Regions from separate parts of the Mus musculus genome. Here region 1 is linked to region 2. Evidence: chromatin contacts called from public HiChIP or PLAC-seq data. All regions are on one chromosome and are shown on one strand. The core of a region is the stretch at or near the end of the contact, and the rest is flanking DNA. Distances in the headings are between cores, read along the strand shown. Region 1 overlaps Tbc1d5 (TBC1 domain family, member 5). Region 2 has its middle 38 kb from the start of Dazl.

Region 1 (5,318 bases), core at 2,050-4,549, 660 kb before region 2:
GGGTTTGTTTGTTATAATTCTCTGATACATCTTTTGGCCCCAGGATTTATTATTAAACTTTTAAGTGGGAAAGTTTTAAAAACTGCTTCCAACTCAATGGCTGCTATATGTTTACTTAAACTACTTATTTCATCTTGACTTTACTTTGTTAGATCAAATATATCTAGAAATCCAACTATTTCATTTCTATTTTTAAGTTTAATGGAATAGAGTTTAGTTTTTAGGTAGGCCTGATAGTCACTGGATTTTTATAGTATCTGTTATAATACTTGTCAATCTTGCTACATTTTCCAAAGGACTAACAATTTATTTAATTGATTTTTTGTCTTTTGATTTAAATTCAACAAGTTCCACCTTGATGCTTGTTATTTATTATTGTCTACTTCTTTTGGGGTTGTCTTGTTCTTCTTATTCCAATTCCTTAACATTCCCCATCATAAAACACCTTTAATTATTTTTTTTAATTGTATACACTTAGAGCTATACAGCTCACTCCAAGGACTGACTACCTTCATTATAGCCCATAGATATGGACATGTGTTTTCATATCATTTAATTGTAGGAACTTTTAAATTTCCTTCTCAATATCCTACAGTGAGTCATTCTTTTTTTTTTTTTTTTTTCAGACTACAGTATTTCTGCCCATGTCATCTGTGAGAGTGGCTTCAACCAGCTTTACTGTGCAAAGTTTTTCTTTCAATTTCTATTACAACAGTGAGTTAGAGTGGGTTTGATATGGTCTAGGGATCTTGATTACATTAGCTCTTTCTGCCAATTAAAGAATTAAAAGGGAAGAAAAATCTTAAGCCCAACATGTAATAATAGAGGATTCTCCAGTACCTCAGAGAGAAACAGCAATTGAAGAAAATTGATTATTGTAGGTGAGGAAACCCAGTAAGGACACAGAGAAAAAGACCTTCTACAAATCAGAGAAGGAACTAAAACATCGCCTGCACCCCCAAATCAGTCTTTCTGGAGCTGGGATTTTTAGATCTCCAAAGTGTTTCCTTCCCCTAACTTAAGGTTGAACAGTTTGAAGAAAGCTAGAATCATTGATTGACACAGAACTCTTGTATCATATTTCCTAAGCAGGCCTTGAACTTGTTTAGCCAGTTCATCAGCAGCTAGTGTGTAACAAAAGATTGCAAAGCCTTTGTTTTAAGCTTTCAGGCTTTTGTCTCAAGTCAGAAGGGTGAGGAAGAAGCTGGCCATCTCGGAATTCTCCTACCCAGGCATGGCCCCCTCCCTACATGTCTGCTAACTAGGTAGTCTGTCTACCTCCTAGTCCTTCTATGCTTTGGGTATGACTTAGTCCTTTTCTTTTATAGCTTTTACTATACTTTTTTTGTTGTTGTTGTTCCATATATTTAATGTTTTAGCTGTAACATTTTTATTATACTTGGGCTCACAACTTGTGCTCCAAGTCAGATCTGCCCACCCATCTTCAATAAGTCAACTTTAAAAAGCCATATTAAATATGGAATTCATGAAAGGAGATTTATTCACTGTGGCCACATTGGGAAGAGGGACAAAAATCTAGAAAATGTTTCAAGTTTGTCTTCAGTGTCCTGAAGGGAGATCACATTTAAAGAGAGGACCAAGGATATGCACAAGTAAGCAGTCCCACTCAGGGTGTGCTCCATCCACCACTATCGGATCCCCAGTCTCACCCTATTGGGTGATCTACAGGTTGTTAGGGTTGTGAGAAAACTCTTTCCTGGAAACAAAGGTCCTCTTTTGGTTGCTGCCTTTTCCTTTATGTAACATTAAATTTCCTGAGAAAATTCCAATTTGTTTGAGGCCCATTGTTTCAGTAGTCTTGATAGTCAAGTTGACTCAAGCGTCTCTTTAAGATATCTCCATTTCTGTTAGACTGGTTACAGTTTCCTACTTTCTGTCTTAGCATCTCACTCTTGAGGTGCAACATGTCTATATTGGAAACAAATATAATGCAAATAGGGAGTAAAATTAGAACATGTTTTCTTAATGTGGGGCAGCAATGCATGCAACCCATTTTCATAAGCTCTTGGTCTTTTGTTACTTTTAGAAAGGTTGGCTCAGGCAGTTTCATCTTGTTGTTTTGAGAGGGTCTTTTCAAAATGCCTAGGCTGGCCACAAATTTATGAACCTCTTCTTTTAGCTTTACAACTCACAGGAAAGCACACCATGACTTCTGTGACTTTATATCAGTTCTTCCAACAATCCCCCCCCCCCCAAGCCCCTTGCTTCTGAATAGTATTTTCTGAAGACAAAGTCTAGTGCTTTGTTTTCCATAGTCCTTCAATGCTGGGGAATGATCACCCTGGTTGGTCTGGTTTGATCCCATGTTTGGAGATATAAGTCAGGGAGTTCATGCCAATAAACCCTTTATACCCAAGCTAAGCATATGGTGTACTGAAGAAATGACCTTTAGGTCAGACATGCGAAATCCATTCTGTTTGTGCTATGGGTAATATCCTAGCATCTCAAAAATGTCATTCGGGTTCCTTATCAGAAGCTATACTTCTCTAGTTATATTCTGTAGAATGTTATAAGGCTTTTCACTACCATAGCTACCAAATCATACACAATTGTAAGCCATAAGTCTTTTACAAAAACATAACCAGTACTAAAACTACTATAAACCCTGTAAACAGTGTGGTCAGGATCTGCCTGCAATCATCCACATTTGCCTATATGTATAGTTAAAGAGCCTATAGTTAAAGATTCTGAAACAGAATGGTTTTAAGTCTTCCAGTTATACAAGTCACTGATAGAGAAGGAGACATAAACCATGAATGAGTGGAACTTCCACCCCAGTCACTACTCACATTACTCAGATTACCCCAGTGTGACTAGAACACTTTACAGGGCACACAGAGCTGCTTAAGCCTCTAGGATTAGACTGCAGGGGTTCTCTTGGATGAGAGGCTGGGCTGTTGCCCTCTTCCACACAGGGAACAGGACCTTTTTTCACCTAGAGCAGTATTCACCTAAGTAAGACAGAACCAAACAGTCAGGAAGAGATAGATCAATTTCTTCTAGAATGGCTGAGAGAACAGGCAGAGGTTTTGACTTCCTCTGAGTGCCCTGGCCAAGACAAATGTAATTTAGAGTCAATACCACAAGAGCACAGGTTGTAAGCCAGAATGGAAGTACTTTTTACAAGAGAACGATTGTTTACTACAGGGAAACTGGTGGCTGCAACACTTGGGAGCTGCTGGTGTAATCATAGCAAAAGGCAGTAGCCAGCTGCTGTGCAGCCACTTTCACCCCTGGAAAGCAGGATATTGCAGCATGGGTGGTCAGCCCACTGTGGCCTGTGAGCCTTCAGGAAGTCATGTGCTGTCTCAGAGATAGTAATGGCTACAGTCTTGCAATGACTCACTACTTCCCCATTTTAGATCTGTTTCTCCAACCAATATAACTGACAAAAACACACAAAGTGAAATAGACACACATCTCTCATACTGAGAGACACATAGTAAAGTCAGCCAGGGGTGGCTACCATACACTCATGTATCTGAACAGGCCAGGTGAGTTCTGTGATGCAGAATCTATGCTCCTGTATGTCTTCTCCTCTTGTGTCCTACCTAGATGTCACCTCCTGCAGATGACACTTAACCTTTGGAGTCATCCGAATCAGATGACTTTTGTCTTTTGGGGAACTGGATTCAGATGCTTCTAGAGTACTAGACAGTGATTGTTGGGAGAGGTTTTCCCCAGCGCCTGGGATAAATCAAGGTACATACCCTCTAGGACTCCTCTATAGCCAGAGTATTCCTTCCTACTCCTGTGGGTACCATCAGTTTTGGGATCCAGTCTCTAAGGCTCTCACTGGGGCATGGGCACAACCTGAACCTCTAAAATGCTTCAGGGAGTCCACCAGTTATGTCATAGCCCACAGTCAGTTAAAAGTCAATTCCTGTTAGTTGGGAGTACACTTAGATATTCTGTACCTAAATGTAGTATCGGACATTTAGATCAAAGTGCTTTTAAAGGCAAAACCCTATCCTGTATCTCATCTGGCAGTTATAGGTGGATATTTTGTGCAAGCAAGCAGTTTGGCAGAAGCTATAATACACAATAAACTGGAGTTTTAATAAAACAATAAATAACGTTTTGCTCAAGCAGGTAGTGTAACAGAAGCCCAGATAAATTAGCTGGGGCATCTTGACCTTAGTTTTTTAGAATCATTTAAGTAATTTTCCACAGGTTTCTCCATCAAAGAGATCAAATTATAGTTAAATCTGAAATGGACTCAGCAAGAATACAAGGTAGAGGAAACTCTGTACTATCTTGCCCTTTTATAGTAGGAAAGGCCTGTATTGAGGCAGCCTAATGAAACTCCTTATTCAAATATATTTTTCTTGCTTTCTGTTTTCTGTAAGATCAGTTCTAGAAGTGTTTAACAATTGCCTTGCCATTGAATTTTAAAATCCTAGGAAAGTTAACACATTGGTCCAGTTGCATGAATGCAAACTTGAATTAGAAAATGCATTTATTAATTAGGGCATACTTAACATTTTTCTAGATACCTTCTAATTTGTTAGTTTGTATAAAATCAATAACCAATTACTTTGATATCTGTTATGGTGTGTAGTAATAGTTAAATTTGATAATTAGTTTGTCATAGATTTTAAAATATAATAATATAATAATTTTTAATTTTCATTATTATCAAGTTTGTCATTTCTGTTAATAATTATGCATTATAAAATGGTAAATGCAAGTAATTATAGGTTTCAAATTTTATAAGCTATTTTTAAAGTAACAATTCTTTAATAGAAAATACATTTTACAAATTATATATACTTTCTGATTCATTACTTCTTGGAATTTTGAAGGACTCATAATTTTTTTAATTGAGTATGAAGGTTCCAGTGAGTTTGATTTATAGTGATAGATGTTTTGTAATATTAATGATATGCTTGAAAACATTTATCTTGGATTTTTTGTATGAACTTTGAAACTTTAGATTCAAAATTCTTTTAATATTGAATGAATGTATTCAATTATCAACTAAAAAACATGAATGAGATTAGTTACCATTGTTAACAAATGGCAGTTAATACCCTGCAAATAGTTTCTATTTGAATTTTTTAGATACAACAAAAAAGATATTAACTCCCTATAGTGTTTCAGTTAATGGATGTCTTTTCATTTTTATTAAGTTTTGCACACCCATTATTAATACTGTCTTAAGGAACCAAAAAAAAAAAAAAACCAAACCAACTTTTCTTAAGACAAAATGGTGTTAGTCATCCAAAGTTTTAATAAAATTCTTACTTGTATTTTTTTTTTTTAGACTGTATTTATAGATTGTCACTTGATGAATC
Region 2 (4,821 bases), core at 1,321-3,820:
AGGTGTGAACTCAGGACAAGAGAGCGACTGACAAAATTCTTGAGTGACCCTAAGTGCTCGCAGAAAATCCGGCAGTTGGAGCAGGACAGGAAAGGGAAACATAATGAGGTTAATGACACAAGCATCCCTGCTTTTGAACCACACACTTTCCAGAAACTTCTCTTCAGCTGAGCCTGTTTCTTCATCCACGACAGGTGTAGGGTTAGGTGAACCGATCCATGCAAGTGCTTCAGACATCATGGCAGCACACAGTGTGTTTCAATTTAGACAGCCTCAGAAGTAAGTCTACAAGGAGATGTGTGAGAAAACAGAGCAAGGAAGTACAGCCCCCCCCCACCCCCACTCCCATCCCCTAGAGGCAGAGCAGCAGCCTGAGTCCAACTGTGTCACCAGTGTTGGGGCCCTGCTTCCAGGTTGAAGACAGACTTAGAGAGACTCCATAATCTATGGCTTTGAGTATGAAAGGAGATGCAAAGGAATCCAAATTGAGTAATTGTATCAAGTATTTGAAGTGTTTGCTTGGTTTTCATTATACTGAGGAACCTTTGAAATCCTCTTGCTTAAAAACCTATCTCAAAACCAAGGCTGTTAAAATGACGTAGTAGGTGAAGGCCACAGTTAGCAACAGACATACAACAACTTGAGTTTAATTTCCTAAGATACACATGGTAGGTAGGAGACCAGAACTGATTCTAGCCGGTTGTCTTCTGAAGTCCATGTTCCTTAGTGCTTCCTTCCCTCACACAAAATAACGACATAAGAATAATAGTAAAAATAACAATAGTACCTCAAAAATAATTTACGAAAATTAAAAGTAACATCACTATATATACATTTATGGAAAGTTTCAAAGTGTTCATACTGCCTAGATATTATGGTTAATCCCAGTAGAATTTTTGATACATATTCATTCACTTTAATCTTGTTTCCTAGCTAAATATATCTCTAAAATCTTTGCTTTTTAAAATGCATTTAATGAAGTCATATTATTTTCGTAAAATAAAACATGTAACATTTTTCACAAGGGCATAAAAGTTTGAAATTGTTGATATTTTATGACTCGTCTCTCTAGACCACACTATTTTAATTGAGAAATGATTCTTTCTATAGAGGCTGAGGTACCTGAGAAACTCAGCAATTTTGCTGGCCACATAATATTCCTGTCTAGCCTTTAAAATTTTTAATTATGTATTTTAAAATCTCCATTTTATATTTTTAATTTCAATGTTTATTTAAATTCTTTGAGAATTTTATATATGAGTACATTGTATTTACATCATTTCCCCCACTCCCTCTCCCCCTCCAACTCCTTTCAAGTCCCCAGTAACACCCTTCTCAAACTCATGTCCTTTTCTCTAAGCGTCTATGTACACAGGGGTGCGCCTGTGTCTACACACTCACACACACAACCTGCACATACAACCCGCTGACTCCAGTTTGTGCTTTCCATACATACTGGGCTGCCCACTTAGCATGCTAAACCCAGCCCCTTCTTCATTGCATGACTTAAGCTAGACTACTAAGCTTTCTGGTGATTTTTTTTCACCAAACTGCACAATTTCCCCACTTCTTTCTGCCTCATTTGTTGCAACTTTTCATTATAGGGCTGTATGAGAGTAACTGGTTATAAGCATTCCACAGACTCAACATCACACTGCCTGAGATCTCCTCTGCCAATAAAATCAGCCTATCACATTTTCATTTACCCTCAGCCGCGTTCTTGGGACATGGGCAGAAGGTAGCCAGAGTCTTTACCAGCCTACTTGTTGGTAGAATCCTTGTATCCCTCTGAACCCTCTAGAGCTGGACTCTCTCTCTGACCTCATTACTGTCTTCCAGGCTCCTACCAGAACACCCACAAAGCTCTGCTTATAACATTCAACATTTTTTTTTTTTTACTCCAAAGTTCCAGAATCTTCTACATCCCTCCAAAACACAGAAATCATGTTCCCTGCCGCGCTGGTATCAGTTTCTAGGTTACTTTTCTGTCGCTGTGATAAGATGGTACGGACAAAAGCAAGGCAAGGAAAAACGAGCTGATCTGGCTTGAGGCTCCAGAGTCCGTAATGTCGGGTAAGGCATGGCGTGCTAACAGAAGCAGGAAGCTGGCTGGTGACACTGTCATCCACACACAGGAAACAGACCGCAAGCACATCCTGGCCCTGGGTGGAAATATGCTCCTGTGCACGGCCCTGCCATTGTGTGGATAAGGCTCCCTTTTGCCGTTAACTCCTACCGTCTTTTCAGGCCATAAAAATTATCAGTCCCATCTAGTCTTTAATGACTGCCTTGCAAACAAGGAGCAGCTTTCCCAAGATCCTAAAGTGTGTGAGTATGGGTGGGGCTGGGGGGTGGACAGGCGCAGCCCAGATGGCTCTGCTGGGCATCTGTGCAATACTACCACCAGGGTACACTGAGCCTGAAGAGATGGGGCAGGATTGGGCTCCAATTAAAGTAGCTGGTTGAAGGTCAGGGCAGAAAATGTGATCTTCAGCCTGACAACAAAGAGATGCCATAAAAGGATCATCGAGGCACCTGGCTCACCCATTATCAAGTTACAGCCCCCACTCATGAGAGTTCAGCGGCTCCCATTGGCTGTGTGGTAAACTCTGTAAGTCTTCAGCTCCCATCCCAACATCCTCTCCCCAACTTGTTTGGTTTTTTTGGTTTTGGTTTTGGTTTTTTTTGGTTTTTTTTTTTTTTTTGCTCTTGCAAGCTCCTGTTTCCTTTCATGTTATCTGAGCTCAAGCTAAAGAATCTATCTATTCACTAGTCAATCTGCAGAGTGACTGATAGGAGACTTAAAAGAGCCAGCCTCTGCCTGGGTGGGGGAAGTGGGGGAAGTGCTCTGCTCTGTGGATGCCCTTGGGCCCTCATGAGTCAGACTGAGGGTAGAATCTACCATTTCTCAAAGTTCTTTGGCTTCTCCCTTGCTATGTTTTCCTATGAGCTATTCTTAAAAGTTATATTCCTTCAGTAAGTCACTTTCACAAAAAACAACAACAAAACAAAAATATTTTTTTTCTTTTTCAGGCTCTGTGTCTAGAGACCCTGATCAACATCATCTGAGACCCTTCCAACTCCTGCATCAAGATGTGTTTGGATAGTTACTGACTACCAGCAATGTACCATAAACACGTGTGTTCTTTCTATGCATAGTATGATTTCATCTCTGTAACAGTCCTGAGCTGTGGGAGCTACTAGTGCTCCCATTTTGCTGAGAGGGCACTTGAGGCTTAGAGTTAAAGATCACTGTCAAGGCTTGAACTGAGCCCTTTATTCTTTCTACCTCACCCAACTGATTCACCAGACTTATCTCTACGATCATTTGCAAATGTCTGTGGAACAATGGAATGAGGCCCAGTTCTGCCTCACTAATGCTCTTTACAGGGATCAGAGTTGGCTGTTGCTTTGTCCTAATTCAAAAAAGTCAATGAGAGTCAGAGCTGTGGTTCTTCAGACCTTTCAGTACCTTCATCAAAAAAAAAAAAAAAAAAAAAACAAATAATTACAACCTCCATACAGCATACATATACCTGAATGAGAAAGCAGCTACATTTGGTCACACAAGGTCATAATCATCTTTTATAAGTGACACAATAAATGAGTAAGCAAATGTCAAAAAAGGAAGTAGAGCAAAGAGAGACAGACTTCAGTTCTCACAGCTAATATTGCCAAGCCGTGGTTCCATATGATGAATAATTGTGATGATTACTATAGCAGTGACAGTGGCTACCACTGATTTTGAGTCCTTACTGTGTTCCCAGCACTGTGCTAAGCAAGGACTTAGAAAGTTCCCTTTCTCCCTCTCTGTCTCTCTCTGTCTGTCTCTCTGTCTCTCTCTCTCACTCTTCCTTGCTCTCTGAGACAGGATCTCATTACATAGCCCTGGCTGGCTGGCCTGGAACTCGTGACGGAGACTCCCTCTGCCCCTGCTCCTGTCTCTGTCCCTGCCCCTGCCTCTGTCCCTGTCCCTGCCCCTGCCTCGAGTGTTAGTAGTAAATGTATACTTCACCACATGCCGCCAAGTGCCGTGGCGTTTTTTACAGTGACCCTATGAGGTGGGACTGGTTGTGTTTACATTCTACAGATGATGCAGCCGAAAGCTTCAGACAGCACAAGAAACTTTCATGAGACCACCTGGCACAGTGAAGTTGTGTGGCAAGTTGTGTGGAAGGGAAGCAGTAGGCTTTGAAAGCCCAGGGAGGGGGAGGTAGCAGTTACTACCGGCCAGAATGGTCAGGATGGGGGAGGGGGATTTAGAAAACAATCACAATGACAGAAAAATCTAAGCCATGCCTTGAGGGATGAGTGAAGAATCCTGTAGTAAAGCAAGAGAAGATGGACTGAAATTTTTATTTCAATCACAGAGAACTTCCTGGATAGCATGGTAGGTATAAGGAGACATTCAGCATTTTCAGGGATGCTACAGGCTTCAAAAGGTGGGGGCAGCCAGGAAACAGACTGAGGAAGCCCTCCTCCAGCAGTCTCCCCTTCTATTCTATCCTGGGCCTGGCGACTGGGATGCTGACACAGACCCGAGAGGGGTCATCCCTGCCTTAGTTATTTCTTTCTAGAAACATCTCCAGAGCTCCCCTAGGAGTATTCTTTACAGATCTTCTAGACATCTCTCAATCTGATTGAGTTGACAGTCAGGATTAACCATGGCAAATAAGATCTGGTAGCCTCAGTGCCCGACTATTCCTGGAGCCGTTCCGTGATACAGTCTTGGCACCCAGAGAACCAATGCCTATCAGTAGCAGAACAACCCCTCAGGTGTTCTGTTAAGTCAACAGCATCACCTCACCTCACCTCACCTCA

Evidence for each region. HiChIP or PLAC-seq counts read pairs in DNA pulled down with a chosen protein or histone mark.
Region 1: a contact with region 2 is called in an H3K4me3 HiChIP or PLAC-seq map of bone marrow-derived macrophages, with 4 times the contacts expected there. The contact joins two enhancer-like sites. A contact is called at or near these places in 3 of 115 datasets of contacts at active chromatin or transcription factors (acute myeloid leukemia, bone marrow-derived macrophages and differentiating embryonic stem cells).

The regions. Positions count from the first base shown.
Region 1 is chr17:50,991,797-50,997,114 of GRCm38.p6, reverse strand. The region is part of intron 3 of Tbc1d5 (TBC1 domain family, member 5); the gene reads left to right. Among named protein-coding and RNA genes, the nearest start is that of Gm31083, 110 kb to the right of the region's middle. Within about 2 kb of position 3,299, at least 121 of the 459 cell types and tissues checked have an H3K27ac peak or open chromatin away from gene starts, as enhancers often do. A contact at or near this core is called in acute myeloid leukemia and bone marrow-derived macrophages, where this site is marked.
Region 2 is chr17:50,329,265-50,334,085 of GRCm38.p6, reverse strand. No RefSeq gene overlaps it. Among named protein-coding and RNA genes, the nearest start is that of Dazl, 38 kb to the right of the region's middle. Within about 2 kb of position 2,570, at least 83 of the 459 cell types and tissues checked have an H3K27ac peak or open chromatin away from gene starts, as enhancers often do. A contact at or near this core is called in acute myeloid leukemia and bone marrow-derived macrophages, where this site is marked.